2 separate regions of the Sus scrofa genome follow, and region 2 is linked to region 1. Evidence: chromatin contacts called from public Hi-C data. All regions are on one chromosome and are shown on one strand. The core of a region is the stretch at or near the end of the contact, and the rest is flanking DNA. Distances in the headings are between cores, read along the strand shown.

The links. Hi-C and Micro-C count contacts between places; a contact is called where the count stands out from the background.
Region 2: a contact with region 1 is called in a Hi-C map of fetal skeletal muscle, with 3 times the contacts expected there. The contact joins two enhancer-like sites. A contact is called at or near these places in 2 of 47 Hi-C or Micro-C datasets (fetal skeletal muscle and heart right ventricle) and 1 of 2 datasets of contacts at active chromatin or transcription factors (skeletal muscle).

The regions. Positions count from the first base shown.
Region 1 is chr10:60,858,291-60,861,589 of Sscrofa11.1, reverse strand. All of the region lies in intron 1 of CELF2 (CUGBP Elav-like family member 2), which reads left to right. Among named protein-coding and RNA genes, the nearest start is that of CELF2, 7.7 kb to the left of the region's middle. Within about 2 kb of position 1,464, at least 6 of the 83 cell types and tissues checked have an H3K27ac peak or open chromatin away from gene starts, as enhancers often do. A contact at or near this core is called in fetal skeletal muscle and skeletal muscle, where this site is marked.
Region 2 is chr10:60,991,878-60,994,730 of Sscrofa11.1, reverse strand. It overlaps the pseudogene LOC100514677. Among named protein-coding and RNA genes, the nearest start is that of CELF2, 130 kb to the right of the region's middle. Within about 2 kb of position 1,435, at least 16 of the 83 cell types and tissues checked have an H3K27ac peak or open chromatin away from gene starts, as enhancers often do. A contact at or near this core is called in fetal skeletal muscle and skeletal muscle, where this site is marked.

The DNA.
Region 1 (3,299 bases), core at 215-2,714:
GGTCTTTGAATCAAAGCACCTGTGCTTCACTTTTCTCAGCTTCTATCTGTATAATGGGAACAGATTTGGAAGGGAGAATAGACAAATTTGAAGCATGATGAAACCGAAATGTGAGTTTTTATCTGCATAAGGGGTCAAGGTTTGTCATACTGTAATCAGAACCAACCAAGCAACACATACACTATACAGGACATAGTCTCAGTTGTTAAGAAGCTGCATGAAACAGAGAGGGAACAGAATGGCTAAGACAGTATCAAGTGGTGTATAATACAGGGGCGGGGCTTGAAGGATGGGTGAGGGAGCGGGAGAGGAACGTGGTCGTTAGAACAGCCTGGTTTTGTCTTTGCTATTAAAGCAAATTTGCACAACATCCTTAAGTGGTTCCCTTTCTTCCTCGGACTATCAGGTCGCTCACATCGCTGCTTCTCCCTCACTTGGCGGTATTCCTGTGAACGAGTGCAAGTGTAGCCAGTAGCCTGTACCAGAGAGTATTGAGAGGCTAAGCGATTGGTAACAAAGGTTTACCCTCAGCTGCAGAGATGAGACAAGATAATGCATTTCCACTTAGCTTGTGTAGATAGCTACACCAGTGTTCAGGAAGAATTTTTCCCCCCTAAGGGATTTCATGGGAATTAGCATCAAAAGCCAAGTTAAAGAAAAATCAGCTGGGATTTTCAAAAACCTCTATCATGGGCTAAAAATAGTTAAGAGATTTGAACCATATTATAGGGGAAAAAAAATTTCCTGTGCTCAAAACCTTAATGTATTTTCAACCTACGTGTCACTTAATAGCTTGGTTATGTAATTGCTGTAGTAATAATTAGGTTAACTAACACAGGGCACCTCTTATCTGTGGGATCACGGTAGATTTTGATTTTGTAGCCATCTACCAGGAAATGATGGCCTGGCACATGACAAAGGTCTAGCTGACGAATCCGAAAATTAAATGACATGGTCCCAGTGTCAGGCTGTTCTGATGGAATCACAGGCAGAATCCAGCACGTCTGGTTCTTAAATCTTCATCATCCTTTTCACTCCTCTGGCAAAAGCAGCATTTGCCTTAAAGAGTCTGATCATCTGCAGGTACCATTATCAGATGACTTCTGATCCTTGGAAGGGAAAGCTCTTTGTTGGGGGGGGGGGTGTCCTGAGATCATTGTGGGTAAAGCAGATTCACGTGTTTTGTTTTACAGGCATCCGAGCGTTTGCTCTCATTAAGGGTTCCTCTTCTACAAGATGTATTTGTTCAGAAAAAGGAGGAACATTCAAGCCAGTGGGGTTCTCAAGTCCAGATTTTGATTCTCACCAAGAGGGGTCTCAGGCACCACCTCCCCCCGCAAGGCTTAAAACTCCCTTTCTCTTCCACCCCCACCTGTTGCTGCTTTCTGTCTGGACCTAATGTTATGCCAACGGCTGTGGCCACCCAGCTGTTACCACTCAGCTGTTGGGGTTTGTCAGGCAGTAGTTTCTCCTTTTCAAATTTACAGCACGTGGCAGTAAGATGAGACCCTCTGGCCAGTTGGGGACAACAGGATAGGGGGTGGGGGTGTCTTAGGGCACATTCCCAGGGAACTGAAAACCCCATTCGGATAGGTATGCATTTTGTTCCCGCCGCCAGGCTGGCACCAGACAAGGGGACCTGATACAGCTGGACAAATCTCGGCATCTTCAAGGGGCCACGGGGACCTTCCCTGAGAGGTGTTTTTTGGTTTGTTTTTTTTCTGAGTGCCTTCGTGTACACATCACCAGGCCAGCTTTTTTTTTTTTTTTTTCCTCCTTCCACCCTTTCTTTAGTCTTCTCCTTCCCAATTTTCATACCTTATTGATTCATTTCATGGGACAGAGTCTTCCCTCCCCCTCTCCCACCCCCGGAAGGACTCGCCCAGAGGCAGCTGTTCCCAGTGGGGACACCAGCCCTTGGTCAAGGCAAACTTGAGTTCCCTGACAGATGAGCCACCAGCTACCTCTCCACTCATGTGGGCACCTGCCTCCGCAGACACGCAGCTGTGGAGGAAAGCTTCTGGCATTGTCTGGCTTCCGTTTGAGAGAGAAAGAGGGAGCGAGAGAGAGAAGGCCGAGTGAGGGACAGTCAGGAAGGTGGCAGCGGTGTCATGGAGAAAGGAAGCAAAGGCAAAGCCAAGTCCGAGAGGGAAGCCATGAGCTGGTTGGGCTCTGGGTCCGACAGGCCCACACTTTTAACATTTCATCCCCTTGGGATGGAAGCTTCTGGAAACTCTAGAGGGGCGCCTCCTTTCCGAGCTCGAAGGTATGTATGCAAAGAACCCATCTTCCCTTAGAGGGTCTCTTCAGAAGGAAGAGAAATTCACCATCTTTGCCTTTTTGCGCTATTGAAAATAAATTCAGAAAAACCCAAGATTGAAAAAAAAAAAAAAAGCCAGTTAGCAGCTGTTCTGGGGTTGGGGTGGAGAGAGCGATGGCTGAAAATGCCTGTAAAAATGGGAAATAGGAGTTTAATAATGGCGATTTCATTTTGATGGGCGTGTGATTTTACTCAAGTCGCTTTAGGAATGTGATGACGTCACCATTCCAGAAGCTTTCCAAAAAGTGGGAGGACGGGGAGCAGAATACAATCATTTTAAATTTAGGATTGGTGATGGAAGCATTTTCTCAGGGATCTCTTTGCAGAGATGAGAAAATGTATCTTTATCATGTATCACTTAAGGGTTTGTTTTTTTTTTTTTTAAGCACAGAAAAAGGCACTGTTGTTTATTTTTGCAAGTTGCTAATGAAACTGGGGTAAGCCAAGAACAAACACATGGCCACAAAGTCAGATGCTCACCCAGGTACTTAAAATTCATGTGGATTTTCAGTTCCCGTGGATTTCAAATTTATTGGCTGGAAGTGATGCGAAACTCCCCTCCAGGGCCTGTCTTGCTCCACATGGCCCTCCGCGCATTGTTTTTGTTTTGTTTTGTTTTCACCGTGACAGCTATATTGATAAAATTTGAATTTGAAAATGTGATGGGGAGAGATGGGGGGAAAAGCGCTTTTGTGAAGGTGGCCGTGGAGGGTGGAAGTGTCCCTGGCACACCTGTAGTCGCCTGGCCCCAGCCTGCTGCTTCTAGAGATTGTGCCCCGTGACATGATGCCTAGGAATGATTTAGAAAATGGAAATGTGTCCTCAAACACACAGAGTTGTCTGCAGGAGAAGAAGACGAACTGTTTGCATATAAACATCTGCCGGAACAGAGCAGGCCCCTGTCTCTAAGTTCTGGTCTAAACTTGTGCAAAAATGTTGAAAGATCTGCAGTCAGGGTCCTGTGTGCTGGTTCACTGAT
Region 2 (2,853 bases), core at 186-2,685, 130 kb before region 1:
CTATATGTTAACTGAACTTCATTTTCTTTATTTCTGGCTTGAAAATCGCCCCCCTAAAAATTGGGCATCTAAGGAATAACGTTTGAGAAGTACAGCATTTTTTGCGATCCCAAATTTCCTATCCTACATCATAAGGAAAAGAAAATTGTTTTCCTCAAGCAGGAATGATGAGATTCCTTGGCATCTCTGAGGGGATTTCTATTTTAAATGTGTGTGCTGTGTACAAACGGGCGGACTTTGTTCTTTCCTCTGTGTTACCATTAGTCACCATGGAGGCGGTGCCGAGAATAGCTTTTTAGATGCTGTGCTGAGGCGAACTGCATACCCCTCAGCTCGCATCATTCCCAGGAGTCCCCAGGAGGCTAGTGACACGTGACTATGGGGCCTCTGTGGTCAGGTGCCCTCACTGCTGTGTCCAGGTGACAATAAGCCCAGAGGCAATTAAGGGAGATGCATGGGTGGGGGTGGGAGGAGTGGAGGATGGCTGGGCTAAGCCATATCAAATTGTTTAAATGTGACCACTTTTTACATACGAAAATGAGCATTTCATATGCTTTAACCTAATGTGTTCCCCTCCCACTGCTGGTGTTAAAGAGACGGCTTGGACTGGGCTCTTTCGTGATCTCCTTCCCCCTCCCCTCCCCCTCTTCCTCACCTCTTCCTCCTCTTCTTCCTTTTTTTCTTGTCAGGAGTCATTTGGGATTGTGGTTTAGGAATCAGCAAGGAACCCCAAGTCTTTCTCTCCTTTTTTTTTTTTTTTCCATTATATATTTTTTGGCAGCATCTGTGGCATGTGAAAGTTTCCGAGCCAGGGATTGAACCAGCGCCACAGCAGCAACCCCAGCCATTGCAGTGATAACACTGGATCCTTAACCTACTGTGCCACCAGGGAACTCCTTTCCATTATATTTTTCAAATAAACAAGCCTGGGAAAAAACAGACAATCATCTGTTGAATGAATAGACAATCATCTCAAAGGTCCTTTTCCAGCTTCCACTTTGCAACAGTGACTCCATGAAGAATAACTGTAAGTTGCATTTTCCTGAGTGCTGGAGCTGTGTGTTTCCCAGCAGCTGGCTTGGAGTGGGACCCATGCATGCCTGCCATGGGCGGGAGGAATTCTGGCCTCTCAGAAGGGTGACAAGGTGATGAGCGATATTTTCCACTCCAGCTCTGTACTTAACCACTGCCAGTCACTAATACTGCTTTCTCTGACTCTCAATCTCCTGCCTTTTAATCCTATAAGGACCTTTGTGATGACACTGGGCCCCCCTGGACCATCTAGGATGTTCTCCCACCTAAATACCCTTAACCTAATCACATTTGCAAGGCCCTTTTTGCCAGATAAAGTGACATGTTCACGGTTCCAGGGCTCAGGACATGGAGCTCTCTAGAGGGTTAGCATTCCACTGACCACATCTCATGATTCCAGAAAGAACTCAGTCTTCCCAGATACGCTAATCCCCTGGACAGGTGGTCTTTTATATTTTTGAACCAGAATCCTATCCAGGGTCCCTCTCTTGCCTGCCTTCCTTTCTGTGGGTTTCCTGCTAAGTGCCAGGCACCCGTTTTAGCCCAGGTTAGTGGTACCCAGAGAAGTCACTTGACCATCCCTCTCCCCTTGACTGGTCTCTCAAGACAGATTGTTAGGCAGCCCTGTCACCGTACTTGCTATTCCTCGCGCGAGCCTTCCGTAAACAAGTCAGAGCATCATTCTGATGGAACACTTATTGAACATTTCAGAATCCCAAAGGCTGGCAAAGTGCCAACGTAGGAGCTGCCCTCGTGATACTTACACTTCCTGACAGATGAGACTGTTGCCAAGAGATATTCAAATAAGAGTCTGACAGCTGAACACGCGGGGAACGTTTCTGTGCATTAAAAAAAGAAATGAGTAACGTGATGACATTGTTTCTAAGTTGTTTGTGGCACGCCAAAGCAAGGAACTGTCACAGGAATTGCATTTCTAGACAGGGTGGGATTTGGGGGTGGGGGGCGGGGTGCAGAGTGTTGTCTGGATGTCACAGCTTCCTGGGCATTTGCAGTTTAGAGCGGACGCCTCTACAGCCACTCCTAAGCCTTAAAATTCCCTCTCGCCAGGTCTAAAATAACCAGGGACTGGCAGAAGCCTGGAGCTATTCCTTTCCAGATTTGTAGCATTGTTATTTTTTTTTTTTCTCTAAACTCCACTTGTGCACTGTTTAATGCCAATCCAACTTGCAAAGCCATCTGATACGAGCATATCATCCTGTAAGCATTTCTGACAGTCCGTGTCACTATGCATCTTTTTTATCACCCTCCTTTTTACAAGGTATCAGAGATAGCACGCTAGGTTCAGCTGTGATTAATAGGGCTCTCTCACCATTGACTTCACTGGGCTCCAGCCTCCTAAGAAAAATGTGGCTGCTGATAAGTCTCCTGTGATAAGAACTGCGTTATGCGAGGCAGGCATTTCAGTGCATATTATTATGACGGGGTGGTAGTTTGCAAAGTTCAATAGAATTGACGAGCCCTCTTGTCCCATTGATTTTGCTAGGCTTCTGTAGAGCGAGCAAAAGAAATACTTATGGGGCTGAAAGCTACATGCACATGAGAGAGATTAGACTGTCTGGCTGCTCATATATATATATATATATATTTTTTTAAGCCACTTCCAGAATATTACACTCACTTTAGAAAGGTTTTTCTAGGGGTCTTTTTTTTCTTAGAAATTAAGACATCAAAGTTTCTGGTGGAACACAACGTTGAAAAAAATTTTAATTAAAAAAATTGCTTAGGAACGTTCTTGGAGAAATACAGAAGTGTAGCAAGTCTGTTTCAGCGTGTGATGATCTAGTATGTATATGGGGAACT